Regions from separate parts of the Mus musculus genome. Here region 2 is linked to region 1. The links are chromatin contacts, called in public HiChIP or PLAC-seq maps. All regions are on one chromosome and are shown on one strand. Each heading gives the region's core, a stretch centred on a gene start, on an enhancer-like site or on the middle of the called end of the contact. The rest is flanking DNA. Distances are from core to core; before and after follow the strand shown. Region 1 has its middle 110 kb from the start of Gm31494. Region 2 overlaps Bbx (bobby sox HMG box containing).

Evidence for each region. HiChIP or PLAC-seq counts read pairs in DNA pulled down with a chosen protein or histone mark.
Region 2: a BATF HiChIP or PLAC-seq map of CD8 T cells shows a contact between it and region 1, with 5 read pairs. The contact joins two enhancer-like sites. A contact is called at or near these places in 2 of 15 datasets of contacts at CTCF or cohesin (CD8 T cells and large pre-B cells), 2 of 484 Hi-C or Micro-C datasets (bone marrow-derived macrophages and cumulus cells) and 1 of 115 datasets of contacts at active chromatin or transcription factors (CD8 T cells).

The regions. Positions count from the first base shown.
Region 1 is chr16:49,531,699-49,539,306 of GRCm38.p6, forward strand. No RefSeq gene overlaps it. Among named protein-coding and RNA genes, the nearest start is that of Gm31494, 110 kb to the right of the region's middle. Within about 2 kb of position 3,188, at least 38 of the 459 cell types and tissues checked have an H3K27ac peak or open chromatin away from gene starts, as enhancers often do. A contact at or near this core is called in CD8 T cells, where this site is marked.
Region 2 is chr16:50,202,584-50,210,191 of GRCm38.p6, forward strand. Bbx (bobby sox HMG box containing) reads right to left here. Exons shown (of 17, transcript NM_027444.3): 14 at 6,502-6,561. Among named protein-coding and RNA genes, the nearest start is that of Gm4827, 130 kb to the left of the region's middle. Within about 2 kb of position 3,373, at least 29 of the 459 cell types and tissues checked have an H3K27ac peak or open chromatin away from gene starts, as enhancers often do. A contact at or near this core is called in CD8 T cells, where this site is marked.

The sequences.
Region 1 (7,608 bases), core at 1,938-4,437:
GGAATCCCAAATGAATACTTTCCATGGTACCCTAGAACATAGCGTTGTCCTGTATCTATGTAGACCTACAAGGGAAGATGCTTAACATGGAGGTAATGACACACAGCAAGGAGGACAAGGACTGGGTTATAGGTCTCTTCTTTTTATCCCAAATACTCCCCCAAGCACAGACAATGGATCTTGCTACAGTTCCGTGCTTCATTAACTGGCTGTTCCAATGCAGTAGCAGAAGGGAGTGCCCTCATTTTCTGGTCAAAGTGAAGGAAGGACACAGAACTCTGAACTGAATGTTGGATAGGGGATGAGGCAGGGGGAGTAGGGCCTCAGCTTCTTTACTGAGGTCCTCCCCTGGAGCATCGTTCGTAAATGCGATTGAGCTTTAGGAAAACAAGTTAAAAGAGATTAGCAAAATGAGATATTAGCTACCCTTCATTAAATGGCTGTAAAGCAGCTAGGACAGTCCCCTGGGCAGATGACAGTCTCCTTTCATTTTCAAAGGTTGGTGTGTACCTAGATTGTTTGTTTATGATAAATGAATTACTAATACTCCTACAAGGTACACTGATAGGATTGCCAATCATAAATATCGACCTTTTCGAAGGAGGCTAAAACTTGGCTACGTGGAAGACACTGAGATCTAAGTCTGAGAAGGCTGAGTCATTGGTTGCTCCATAGAGATCCCACTGCTACCTGGACAGCTGTCTCAATCATAAGGCCCAGTTGGAGGGCTCTAGGGGAGTGGCTTGACTGGTGGCTCAGCTGGAGAAGTATCACCCCACTGATTCGGGGTGGACTGTGCAGAGCCTGTCCAGCAAGGCCATAGAAAGGATTTGCTTAGGGAGGGGCAGTACTCCAATGGTCCTCAGCTGTGGGAGGTCACGGGGCCTTCAAACCCCACCCACATTTCACTTTGTCACAGCTGTGTCCAAGAACGAATAAAACAAGTGAGGCAGAAATTGCTTCGGCAAGAGATGAACAGGGATACCTTGCTGGGCAGTGTGATGACTGATTGCCCCCCATTCACAGAAGAAGAGCCTAAAATCCTTCAACTGCCGTAAATACAGGGAACGTTTCCTGAAGGAACTGTGCTTGCGGAATCTCTTCCAATGGTGGAGGGGATGCAGAAATGGAGAGTGACAGAGCATGTCCCTGGGGCAGTCACCAGGGCCTGCTGTCTGCTAGCAGATAATCTCCTCAATTCCCTGCCTCCCCAAGAAGCTCATGGAGATCTTTAAAAACCTCTGGAAAGGGCTCAGACCGGTCTGGGCGAGCTCCTCCGCTCACAGTCACTGGAATGTCAGAGAACGCACTGGCATACACTCTGCTTTCCAGGTTCCAGAAAAAAAAAAAAAAGAGGAGTTCCTTTTTATAAACATTGATCAGAGAAATAAAAGGAGGATGCTGATCTATTAATCAAACTTAAATTGCGTTTGAAAGAGGCACTTGAGAAAGACATGTTTATGTAGTGTAGAAGGCACTTTAAACAAGGTGATTAAAGAAATGTAAAAATTACATGGAATGCCATCCATTGCTTTCAGAGTGGCTGGAGCCTTTTGATCCTCAAATGAAAGAAAACTACATTCTAACATTGAGCACCAAAGACTAAACAGATACAAGAACATCTTGAATGCGGATGCTAAAAGAGTACTTTTTCTTTTAATCCCTGTTGCTTCTTAATATATAAGATTAGTAGAAGATTTCTTTAGGCTAATTGTGTGCCACAGGGCGGAGGGCAGGTTGGCAAGTGGTTATGAAGGTAGCTGACTTTGCTTAACTAGCGCTTTCATTCAATGCTCTATTTTTAGCTCTGGTGGCTAAGCACTGTGATGCAGACCTTGCCCCAGTTAGGCATGTCAAATGTGCAATTAAGACCTTCCTAACTGACGCACATGGAGAGCCTCCTGTGGACTTTTAACTGCTAAGGTAAACAGTTTCACCTAAGACAGTGGCAGGCTACACGGAGGCTTTGTATTGCTACAGTGTAACTAAGCAGGAGAGCTGTCCCAGAATTCCTCCCTGCAGGGTTCTACGTGGGAGCTGGCCACCAGAAAAATTCACAACTGATTAGGCTGGCAAATGTGAAGGAGCAGATGTTCATTTCTTACTCATAAGGTCAGTAAATGGCACTGTGATCCCTCATACAGAATACCCAGGGGCCAAAAACTTGAGCTGGCAAAGATCAGTGACTACTGTCAAGATTGATGGCTTCACCCCAACCTCCCAGTTTCCTTCAGCTATACAGAGTCCCAGACAGGCGAGTCTGCAACTCTAATGCACCCAGTCCAGCAACCACTGTGGAACAGTCCCAGCTTTGCTCTGAAGGTCATTAATAAAAAGACATGGGGTCCGTCTTGCTCTTTATAGACAGCCCTCATTCTCGCCCCATGTCCAGGTTTATTTCCTGGCCATGGCTTAGCTGACCTAGAGCCAACAGAGGCCTGGCACCCACAACTGTGTAAGGCCGAATCTCAACTGCAGATCTGATCTTCTGTCATTCTCAGGGGTTCTGTCTCCATACACAACCCCATTCACTCCGAAGGCTCTGAGATTAATTCAGGGGCTTCGCATTGTCAAAAAACAAAACACCATTCCCTCCTAGAGTCCCGCAGGAGTTCTACTCCTCCTACTTCATTAACTAGACTTTTCCAAGGTCCTGTTGCTGAGCCAGTTTTGAGGTAGCAGAACAATAAGAGCCACAGTTGGCTCAGACAGGTCAAAGCTGAGCCTCTTGAAGGTCAGAGCTACTTCAAGCTCAGGAGACCAAATCAGGGTTTTGAACTATGGGGACAGGGAGTCCAGGAAACCAAAGGCGGGACTTGGAAGCAAGAACTGAAGCAGAGACCACTCAGGAACTCTTGTTGACTGGTTTGCTTCCCTTGGCCCTCAGCTACCATTCTTACAGAGCTCAGGCCCACCTGCCCACCTGCCCACCTGAATAGCAATGCCTAAGGTGGGCTCAACCTCCTAGGAAAATGAACATTTAGAAAAATGTCCCCATGGACATGTCCTCTGGCCAGCCTAACAGAGACAGTCCGTTAACTGAGGACAGGCAAGGTTACCTGTTAAAACAGGTGTGAGCGGCTCTGTCTTCAAGGTGTTCTGAAAGCCGTGGGGACTCCTAAGGGCAGATTCTATTCTAGAAACTAAGCAGATGGGTGCTTTCACTCTGGGTGGGGGAGGCCTCTACCTACTTGGAAGCTGAGGCCCCTATCCATTCTGAGAATGTATCCAGGAAACAGCAGAAGAGGTTACTGTCCTTGACAGGGAGCCATTTGAGTAAAACTGAACTTTCAGTTTTCTTTCCCAGAAGGTGTTTGTCTGTCCTTTATACTACCTTGAAGAAAAGTAGTGGATTAATTTTGCCTCAAGAGTAAATTATCCAGATAGAGCAGACAGGCTTTTTCTTTTTGTTTTTGTTTGTTTGTTTGAGTTGTAGACTCTATAGTCCTATTTATTTATTTATTTTTACAAAAGCCACAAGTAGGTAAGATAGTTGGTGTCTGAATGAGTCGTGCGGTCTCTTAATAATTGGGTTTTTTTGTTGTTGTTGTTGTTTAGGCAATAGAATTTTATGTTCCCCTGAGTCCATCGGGCATTTTCAGTCACCTTATATATTACTGTGCCCATTTTCTCCAATTCCTGTATAAGATGTATTTATTCTTTATTTGGGGATAATTAGCAAAGCCATTTTTGTTGTTTCCTCTGCAGGTTATACAATATAGCTGTTATAGCTTGTAAATCCTAATTACTTGCATATTAGAGAGTAGAGAGAAAAGCTAGCTATCAGTGTTAGAAACAGCCCCTAACATTTAGGTGACGACTCCCACTGCTAGGCCTTGTTCTTAGGGTTTGCACAGTGCAAGGTGAAACTGGCAACAAGAACTTCTTCAGCCTTGGGGCATTTCTAACAGTGTTTTAGTAAGGGATCCTAGCTTATCAAGTAAAGCATTGAGTGGCACCCCGTTAACAATTGTCCTGTGACATCAAAAGTTATCCAAGGCACCTCAATGGTTATTGGCACTGGAGTCCAGCTTTCAGAAGGAAACCTGGGACCACTTCAGACCTTAAATATATCCATCATTGTGTCTGAAGTACTGTCCTCCATGCAGACGGGACAACACCCTCTTTTGCAGAGTAGAGAAAGCCATATTTTCTTAGAAGTCTGTTGAGTGCAGTTTTTTTCCCAGTGTCTTGGTTTCCCACAGCTCTGGCAAGCATTGCCCTTTAGAAACCTCTGCCTGAGATTTCTCTGAAGTAGCAGGTACTTTATTAGCCTGGTACAATATATTATTTCCCATGGTTTAGGCTATCACTCTGGCTTGTTCTTTTGCCTGGGATTACTTCCCTGGGGCATTTTGGACTGTCTCTGTTATGTCTCCACTAGTAAACCTCGGAGTATCTGAGGGGCCACTGTATCCTTTTGCAGCTCCTCCCAACATCTGGGCAGACTGACTCATGAAATGAGTACCCATCAAAAGCCTGACACTTAGAATTTTTAATTAGCATTAATTATCATCAACTTAATCATGTGCATACAGAATCTTTGAGTTATATAATTTTATAAACCTCTTTGTAACTTAACCTTGTGCAATGTGGGTTAGGTTAGGGTTCTGGTTATTTTTGTTTTTCGGTTTTGATTTCTATATCCCTTCTGGAAAAATCTTTTACTTAGGTCAAAACAACTATGTAAAACCCATTCTCATCTGAACTCGTTACCTTTTAACTTTAATGTTCTTTACCAAAAATATACTTTACTTATAACTCTCTACATCATATTTCTTTTTTATTTTAATTTTTTGTTTTTTATTTAATATTTTCTTCATTTACATTTCAAATGCTATCCCAAAAGTCCTCCAGACCCTTCCCTTCCACTCCCCTACCCACCCACTCCCACTTCTTGGCCCTGGCTTTCCCCTGTACTGGGGCATATAAAGTTTGCTAGACCAAGGGTCCTCTCTTCCCAATGATGGCCAATTAGGCCATCTTCTGCTACATATGCAGCTAGAGACATGAGTTCTGGGGGTACTGATTAGTTCATATTGTTGTTCCATCTATAGGGTTTCAGACCCCGTCAGCTCTTGGGCACTTTCTCTAGCTCCTACATTGGGGGCCGTGTGTTCCATCCTATAGATGACTGTGAGCATCTACTTCTGTATTTGCCAAGTACTGGCAAAGCCTCACAGGAGACAGCTATATCAGGGTACTTTCAGCAAAATCTTGCTGGTATATGCAATAGTGTCTGCGTTTGGTGGCTGATTATGGGATGGACCCCCGGGTGGGGCAGTCTCTGGATGGTCCATCCTTTTGTCTTAGCTCTAAACCTAGTCTCTGCAACTCCTTCCATGGGTATTTTGTTCCCTATTTTAGGGAAGAATGAAGTATCCACGAGTTGGTCTTCCTTCTTCTTGATTTTCTTGTGTTTTGGAAGTTGTATCTTGGGTATTCTAGGTTTCTGGGCTAATATCCACTTATCAGTGAGTGCATATCAAGTGACTTCTTTTGTGATTGGGTTACTTCACTCAGGATGATATCCTCCAGATATATCCATTTGCCTAAGAATTTCATAATTTCATTGTTTTTAATAGCTGAGTAGTACTTCATTGTGTAAACGTACCACATTTTCTGTAACCATTCCTCTGTTGAGGGACATCTGGGTTCTTTCCAGCTTTGGGCTATTATAAATAGGGCTGCTATGAACGTAGTGGAGCATTTGTCCTTATTACCAGTTGGAACATCTTCTAGGTATATGTCCAGGAGAGGTATTGCTGGATCTACTGGCAGTAGTACTATGTCCAGTTTTCTGAGGAACCGCCAGACTGATTTCCAGAGTGGTTGTACAAGCTTGCAATCCCACAAGCAATGGAGGAGTGTTCCTCTTTCTCCACATCCTCTCCAGCATCTGCTGTCACCTGAATTTTTGATCTTAGCCATTCTGACTGGTGTGAGGTGGAATCTCAGGGTTGTTTTGATTTGCATTTCCCTGATGATTAAGGATGTTGAACATTTTTTTCAAGTGCTTCTCAGCCCTTCGGTATTCCTCAGTTGAGAATTCTTTGTTTAGCTCTGTACTCCATTTTTTAATGGGGTTATTTGAATTTCTGGAGTTCAGCTTCTTGAGCTCTTCATATATATTGGATATTAGTCCCCTATCAGATTTAGGATTGGTAAAAATTCTTTCCCAATCTGTTGGTGGCCTTTTTGTCTTATTGACAGTATCTTTTGCCCTACAGAAGCTTTGCAATTTTATGAGCTCCCATTTGTCGATTCTTTCCTCTCTACCTCATTTGCCTTAAGAAAACATGTTTTTTTCCTTAACAAAAAGTTTTTACTTCAATGAAAACATGAAAGGCTACATCTGAAATACAAATAATACACACTAACACTCCTAGGCATATTTCTATCCTGTCTTCAATAAAAGCTAGGATAAATGTCTGATATCTCTGATACTTTTTGTGTTTGTCGCCTTCCATAAAGTTATCCGGTTACCGCTGCATATTAGCATGATTAACTACAGGGATAAGCCAATGCTTTCAATACACTGTAAAAGAGAACTGAATCTCAATTATAGTTTAACCATAATAGGATCAAGTTCATATGTTACCATTTGTACACTGAATAATGGTCTTTCTTAAAATGACCATTTTTAAGCCATAATTGGTCATCATAAGATCTTTGGGAAAAAATGGTTTTTGTTTGTTTTTGTTTTTGTTGAAAGCTTAGTTTTGTTTTGTTTTGTTTTTAGCTTTAAACATTTCTTTTATTATATGTTTTCTTTATTTACATTTCAAATGTTACCCCCTTTCCTGGTTTCCACTCCAACCCCCCCACCCCAGTCTCCTGTCCCCTCCTCCTCTCCCTGCTCCCTTACCCATGTACTTCTGATTCCTTGTCCTGGCATTCCCCTTCACTGAGGCATAGAGCCTTCACAGGATGAAGGGTCTCTCCTGCCATTGATGTCCAACAAGGCCATCCTCTGCTAAATATGTGGCTGGAGCCAAGGGTCCCTCCATGTGTACTCTTTGGTTGGTTGTTTATTCCCTGGGAGCTCTGGGGACTCTGGAACTCTAGTTCGTTCATATTGTTGTTTCTCCTATGTGGATGCAAACCCCTTTCAGCTCCTTGGGTCCTTTCTCTATTTCCTCCATTGGGGACTCTGTGCTCAGTCCAATGGTTGGCTGAGATCATCCACCTCTGCATTTGTCAGAAACTTGTAGAGCCTCTCAGGAGACAGCTATATCAGTGTCCTGTCAGCAAGAACTTCTTGGCATTCACAATATTGTCTGGTTTTGGTGACTGTATATGGGATGGATCCCCAGGGTGGGGCAGTCTCTGGATGGCCTTTCCTTCAGTCTCTGCTTCACACTTTGTCTCTGTATCTCCTCCCATGGGTATGTTGTTCCTGCTTTTAAGAAGGACCAAATTATCCACACTTTGGTCTTCCTTTTTCTTGAGCTTCATGTGGTCTGTGAATTTTATCTTGGGTATTCCGAACTTCTGGGCTAATATCCACTTATCAGTGAGTGCATACCATGTGTGTTCTTTTATGATTGGATTACCTCATTCAAGATAATATTTTCTAGTTCCATCCATTTGCCTAAGAATTTCATA
Region 2 (7,608 bases), core at 2,123-4,622, 670 kb after region 1:
GGATAAACACACAGTTATACACAAAGCCATAAGGCATCAGCACCATCCTGGAAAAGACATGTTTCTGTATGCCTGACCCATCTGAATGGCAAATTTACACTCATTTCCAAAACATTGACAGAAAAGAAAAAAGAAAGAAATGAAAAATTCCCACAATTTGTTTGCTACTTATTTATATTTTCCTTAAATTTGTAGAGGTTGCAAACACATCCTCTCATGCCTCTTTTACACTGTGAAGGACTAGATCACGTATGAACAGCAGGCATTTCATGAGTGACCTGCCTCCCACCAGTGACCTCCACCCTCAGCTCCCTCACTCCCTCTTCATCATCTTTGGATTTGGTACAGTGTTTGATCTGGTAGGTGGAGGTATTAATGTATGCAAGCCTACTGCCTGTATCCTAAGAGATCACAAGTTCTGGGTGTGGCCAGGGCACCTTTCTGAGACCTTCTGGGCCAGTACAGTTGGGTAGGATGATAACAGTACTTTCTTGTTTGAAGACATAGAGATTAAATATGTACTTCTTATATTCACATTAACAGCTGGGACATTTACCTTGAAGCACCAGGCTGGACAAAGTAGAAAAACTGTGAGGCTTAAACTTTTCTCATGCATACAGACTTATCAGATAAGGATAAGATAAACATTGGTAGGGTCAGCATGCAAATGGGACTCTGAATTCTTGGACAGAGTGAACACACTTAATGAGATAATTGAATGAAGCACAGTTCATGGAGAGACTGGGTTTTGGCACTGTAATTACAAAACCAATAAATCATTTAATAACACAGGACTGAATTCTCAGTGACTACCATCAAGGGTATGGAAGGTACAGGCCATTAAAAGTCTTCTTCCTTGGTTTTGATTACATGGGAACACTTGTCCCACACACTAACTTCCTTATGTATTCCTCCTTCCACTCCCTTATTTTGAAATTAAAAAAAAAGAAAGAAACATGTAATTACAGTATAGTAATCATTAAAAAAAGTAAATATCCTATGGGACTAGAGAGGCGGCTCAGCACTAAGCCGAGTGGCTGCTCTTCCTGAGGACCTGGGTTTGATTCCCAGCGCCCATGTGGCAAATAATAACCCTCTGGAACTCCAGTCCCAGGGAATTCAATACTGTCCTTGGGCCTCGGAGAACACTAGCACACATGTAATATGCAGACATACTTGAACATAAAATACTTACACAAGGAGGCAAAACATCCATACATCTAAAATAAATAGATTTATAAAAGTAAAAGCAATCAAGTTTCATGATTGGTGCTTTTTTTCTTTTTTCTTTTTTTTTTTATGCCAGTGACTGAGCTAAGGTTTTGGACAGGAAAAACGTTAGTAGTCATTCAATCTCCTAATAGTAGGCACAGAAATCATTTTTGACAAAGAAAAGGGAAGACTAGGTCAGGAAATGACTTGGGAGGCAGAGGCCAAAGGATGTTTAAAGTTGAGGTCAACCTGCTCTACAGAGTGAGTTTTAGAACAACCAGTGAATCTTTGTCTTGAAAAACCAACCAACCAACCAACCAACTAAACAAAAACAAAAATATATGTACAGTATAAAAAAAAAGAGCAAGAGAAAAATCTAGTAAGAACAGCTCTAAGTGTGTGAAACTCACTGCTGGTATAAATACTCCTCTAAGTCTAATTGAAAATTTTAATCTAGCTCTATAGTGATTTTAGATATAGCCTTGACAAAAGAGGACTACAAATTAGAGATTTTTTTTTTTTGCCCTGGAAATCATAGATATCTGAAATGAAGAGGTTGATTCATACTCCAAACACATAGGAAAATTACTACAATTCCACCAAAATAGAGTATGGACTTCTTTTTGGCCGTGTATCAGTATCTCAGTACTGCAACACAAATGGCTGTGTGGGGACAGGCTTAAGGCAGCAATTACTGGTTTCACAGCACTGCCTCAAAACACCCGGTAAGCATGCCTCTAAGCACTATCGAAAGTATGGACTCCACAATCAGAGAAAAGGCCTTCTTATAATTTAGACCTAGTCCCAGGTTCAAGAGCAGAATAGCTTTCATCATAGGTACTCAGGCTTAGACTACTGGTTCTTTGCTTCTTAGCTTAGCATGGGCCAATGGAAATATATATGTAAGCTCTTTAAATATAAAAGCTTTAATAAAAAAATTTGCTACAATTTAGTTAGGAATAATTCAAGTAAGTTTAATGACTAGATAGCCTTAAAACTCAAAGCTTCAGACAAGGTGAAAGAAGCCCAACCTGGATTTGCAATGAACATCAAATAATGTCTGTTGCACTTTCATAAGCCTCAGCTTTGCTTATCCCTCCTGTCACTCTGGAGGGATTTCTGCTCAACTCCCCAGTGCCACTGCTACTTCACAGGTGGGGATCCCCAAAACATACTCATTTCCCTTTGCTAAAAAAAATCTAAAACGTGTGGTAAGAAGTGCAAAGCACAGGGTCCAACGGTGAAAAGAAAATTGTGTTAGGAAAAGAAAAGGCCAAGTGGTTTGTGAAACATCATCTGACTTCCTGAGATAACAAGATTTCAGAGAATCCAGCCACAGACACAAGGACTCATCTCCTCTTGAACTGCAGTTTACTAACTGTGGGACCATGTGTTTCTACATACAGATGTGAACTGGGCTGGGTTAACTCTAAAGAAGACACTCAGACCTAAAAGGGTAGTTTCGCCACATAGCCTACACTAACAGTTTTATAGAAAATAATGGTGTTGAGAAGAAGAAGCATCTTTGTCAGTCCAGGGTCCCAATTAGGAGGGACACTTGTGGATTAGCATTGTTTTAACTTATTGATTTTCACTGGTGAGCCCTGAGGTAACAGCATTCTACTAAGTATTGCTCTTTTGAAAGTCTCTTCAGATGACCCTGATAAAGACACATTAGAGACCAAAGGCATGGCTGCTAAAGGCCAGGTACAGGAGGAGAATTCAGGTCCACATGCAGACAGGAGTAACAGTCAAGTTCTAGATGTCAGCTTATTAGGAGAAAGCAAAGAAGTAACAAGTTACAGACTAGGTGCAAGGCAATGTATAATATAGTCCCATGGGAACTCTGTGTCAGCGCCCCCGAATGAACTTACACAGCTAAATCTATTATTGTTATTATCATTTCACCTAAACCTAGTATCAGATCTAGAAGAAATCATAGACCCTGCAGATTATTCATACCTGACAAAGGTATGGAATAAGAGCTAAGACCGTGTTAGAGAGGTAATGAATGGAGAGCTAAAGGTCTCACTTGCCCCACACTTTGCCTTGATATTAAATCCAGAAAACACAGCTATGCACAGAGGCCTATGTACAGGGTCACCCCCTCAGGGACAATCTACTAAGATGGAAGACCTGAGGACAGTAAGGGTGAGTCAAATACATAGTCCTCTGTGACAAAACAGTACTCAGCCACACCAACCAAAGCAAAGTAAGTGAGAGGCAGGGCATGTGGGGCACAAACTCAAACAGCTCGGGAGGAAATCAAGCCTTTCTTCCCCCACTCAAACAAGCGGATGTGTGAGGAAAGAAAGACTTTGCCATCCAAAGCACATTAGTCACTTCTCTTTAGACTTTTAATTGAACACACAAAATTCCTCAGGCACTGGAACAAGTCCACAGGGCTGGCTTTCACACTCGACAATAACCATAGCACACGTGAAGTGCATCATCTGAGGGTGATAATGCCAGCTTACTCCTGGAGCCACATTAAGACGGTGGCAGAAAGAGACGGCTTTGTTTTCCAAAGTGCTCCCCAAATGTGGAAGAGTATTCTTTGGGAAAACAGCACTGTACTTGGACTGCACCCCACGAGGCTACTAGAATCGGGAATTTACATTCCAACTGGGAAATTCAGTTGCATTGAAATCATTATGGCTGTATTTGAAATCTCATTGCCTTTGGTTGGTCTCCCGTGAACTAAAACAAGTCAGATGCTGAATGAAAAGAGAAAGGAATGAAGGAGCCAGATTTATGATTCTGGGAGACTTTGCTGGAGTTATAGAGCTACAGTTCCAAACATGGGAAACAGATCCAGTTAGGGCTGTATGGATCACATTTAAAGATCTCCCTGTACAAACAGGCTGCCTGCCATTAATTCCTGGAACTATATTACAAATTGCAAAGAAACTACTCTGATGGAGATTTTGAACATATCCCTGGCTAGCTTGGCACTTATTAGATAGACCAGGCTTCCCTAAAGTTCAAGGCAACCCCCTCCCACCTTAGTCTCCAGGATGCTAGGATTACAGCAAACCCAATGAGGGCTAAAAGTTGACAGATCTGCTTGGAAAAATGAAACAGTAATGTCCAAAGTGCTTAAGTAGAAAGAATTCTGTTTTTTTCTGTCTTTATCGTTTAATTGACCTACATTTTTTTTTTAAATCAGGTGTTTGGGGCTAATAACTGTCCTTAATTCAATGGGGTCACAATCAAAATTTTAAAACCTCACAAAAAGAAAAGCCCTCTAAGTGTCATTAAGTACTAACTATCATCATACCACCATTGTGGAGTTAAAAATCTTTAGTCACCACATTCCATGGAAAGACAAACTGACTACGGTAGGTCTTCTCAGTTGACAAGAAAAATCTTGCCGATTCTAGGCGGTGGACACGTTCCCCTTCTTTCTGACACATTCTAAAAGTACCTTGTACTGTGGTTTCATCCTGTCTTTCTATATTTACGCCCCGCAAAGCAAAGTTTCACAAAGTTTAACAGACAGTGATGTGGCCATAGGTATAAGAAAGGATGAGACAGGGCCCGGGTAGTACAGTATTACCACCTGAATAACTGAGTACTGGGAATGGCATCAGAGTCAATAACTAGCGAGTCACTGGAAACGACGAGTGATTTTCTGATGCTCAAATTGAGTTCCATCTTTCTGGCTATGTATGAATTTATGTTCTCTTGTAAGTAAAGGATTCACACTTTTCAGAGCTGGGTCTTCAAAGTTTTGCTCAATATATGTCAACAATATTTAAGTAATTAAGTCTCATCAATAACAACTCCATTTCTACTAACATCTGGGGACTGCATGGCAGATTCAAAACTGGGTGCCTTGCCTACCTCCACCCAAGGCAGAACAGTAAAGCTGCTGGCATGCTGCTTCCAGCATCCCAGACCCCATTAGACACCAGAGAAAAAGCTTCGTGTGTTAGGAGAGACATGGAACTTAAAGTTCATGTATTACCATGTAGGTCATCCCGAAGCTCTGTACATGGATTTTGTACACATATTGAGGAAATTATAGTGAGGTCTAGCTATGTGTCCTACAGTGCTCATTAGTGGCAGGTTTGAGAACACAGATCTCTCGAACTCATGTCAAGTGAGTTTTCCACATCACTCTATACATGCACTCTGCATTTCTGCAGGGTCAAATGTATTTTAAAAAAACATTTCAAGTGGGTGTGTGCGGGGTGGTAGATTCAGTCACCAAGAGAGCACAGTCTAGTATTAAGCATATTGCTGGCTAGCCCAGAAAACACCACAGAGCCGCAGGCCATAGGTTACTTAATTTGTAGTACTCCTACTTCTGCCTTCTGAATGTTTGAATTACAGAGGTGCACTACTACACTTGACCCAATTCATTCATTTGTAGTGGGTGCTTCACTAGGTATAGGTTCCATTTTGTTGATACAAAGAGAATACAACTTGCATACAGAATTATAAGCTGGAATATTTCAAAGGTACCATTGACTTTTCAAATGAATTAACTGTCCCTTCTACAAAGTCTCATGTAGCCCAACTGGGCCTCAAGCTCACTGAACAGTTGAGGGTAGCAGTTAATGGCTTCCTAATGTCCACCTCTCAAGTGCAGAGATTCACAGCCACACCCACATCTCGCGAAGTAACATGCGTAAGCACTAAAGTAGTAAGTCTTTTATAAGATCTATAATAAAAATATTTCGTTTGTCTGTGGGAGAGGGGTTAGAGGAAGAGAAGGCACCTTAACTCCCCAAAATTAACCCCAAGCTAACATTTCAATATATGACAATAATGATAATTATAGTATATATAAGTAGGGTATGGGGAACTTAAAACTGACATCTGTATTAGGACTTATGACTACTTTGGCTATACACATGCCTCGGGTGAATTGTTTCAACATACTTAGAGGTACTGGAAAATGGGTGGACATTACTCAGGTCAAAAATCACTTCTGCTAGCTTGCCATGCCCAGCTGGCCAGGGAGGGCCGGAGGGCCCTTGCTCCTCAGGCCTGACCCCTACGCCCCTGCATCACTGACACCTTGTTAAAAGAACCACGTGTCTAGAGTCAGTGTGATCCCAAGGCTGCAAATCTTTCATCAAACTAAACACTATATGGCACACTGTCTGATGATTAGCAGCAAAGCACAGTTTTGATTTAAAATAAAAAAACAATCTCAGTGTGAACATATATATCTAATATTGGTTGACTCTACGATACATTTTGAATTTATAAAGACTACAAAATTATTCCATTTTTAGCTTAAACCACATATAATTAGATAATATATGTTGCTTTTACCTTCTGTAGGGTGAATGGCATCCAAGAAAAATTGCTTGTGTGACCATTTATCCCCACTTCCTAAAAACAAGGACAGAAAAGGAAAGGACAGTGAAACTGTAATCCCAGCACAGATCACACAGCACCAAACAAAGTGTGTGCAAAATGACTTGAACATCAAACACCACGCACATCAAGCAGAATTCAATTTCAATTATTTTATTCTCAAAACTATTTTCCAGGTAAACAAATCAGACTACTTAAATATGGATAAAAGTAAATGAATTCTGTCCTTTGTGAGATATGTTGGACAATATCTTGACTCTAATCAAGACAATTTGAAGGTTAGTAAAAGGAAATAAAAGCTGACATTTACCTACATTCTCATGTTTACCCCCTAGAGGTGGAAGAAAGCAGTGAAAGCACCGTGTAATGCCCAAAGCTGATGTGGATATGAACCTGAAGTTAAGTACAAGCTGCAGTACAGAACACACAGGGAACACAGACCACACGCAATGTGTGAAAGCCTAGTGTTGAAGCATGACATGCTGCAACCATGGCCATGCAGGAAGCGTGGAAATAAGCCTCAGATGAGCGGGTTTATGGCAGCCGTGACACTGACATGCAGGACACCGAGGAGTTCCAGCCACCAAGGTCACATGGCTGTACTGCGAGGGAAGTGAGGACTTATCCTTCATGTGCAAGAATCAAAGTCTTGAGCTATGAGAAAAGAAATCTTAAGAAGAATCTCAAGGAGGTGCAAGGGTCCATCAAGACCACAATGGCAACGGATGTTCAGAGACGGCTGAGGTGGGAGAGTGCCAAGTTCTTAATGCCCTCTGGAAATAACTGTTCTGTGGCTAAAGGAGATTGAAGAGTCCCACCAACAACAAAGCATAGATGGGGAAGACAGGTTACAATTTAGGAGTAGGAAAAACGGTCTGTGAAATTTCTTAATTAACAAGGTAGAGAAATGGCAAATGGCTGGACTTTCACAAGACTATAAACTCTAGGATTTGGGAAAGTGGCCATTGTATGAAAGGCTGCCAATAGGAGAAAAATAAGAATAGCCAAACAAAATAAATGGATAAGAGGCCTGGAAGACTAAATTATAAATGATACCATATG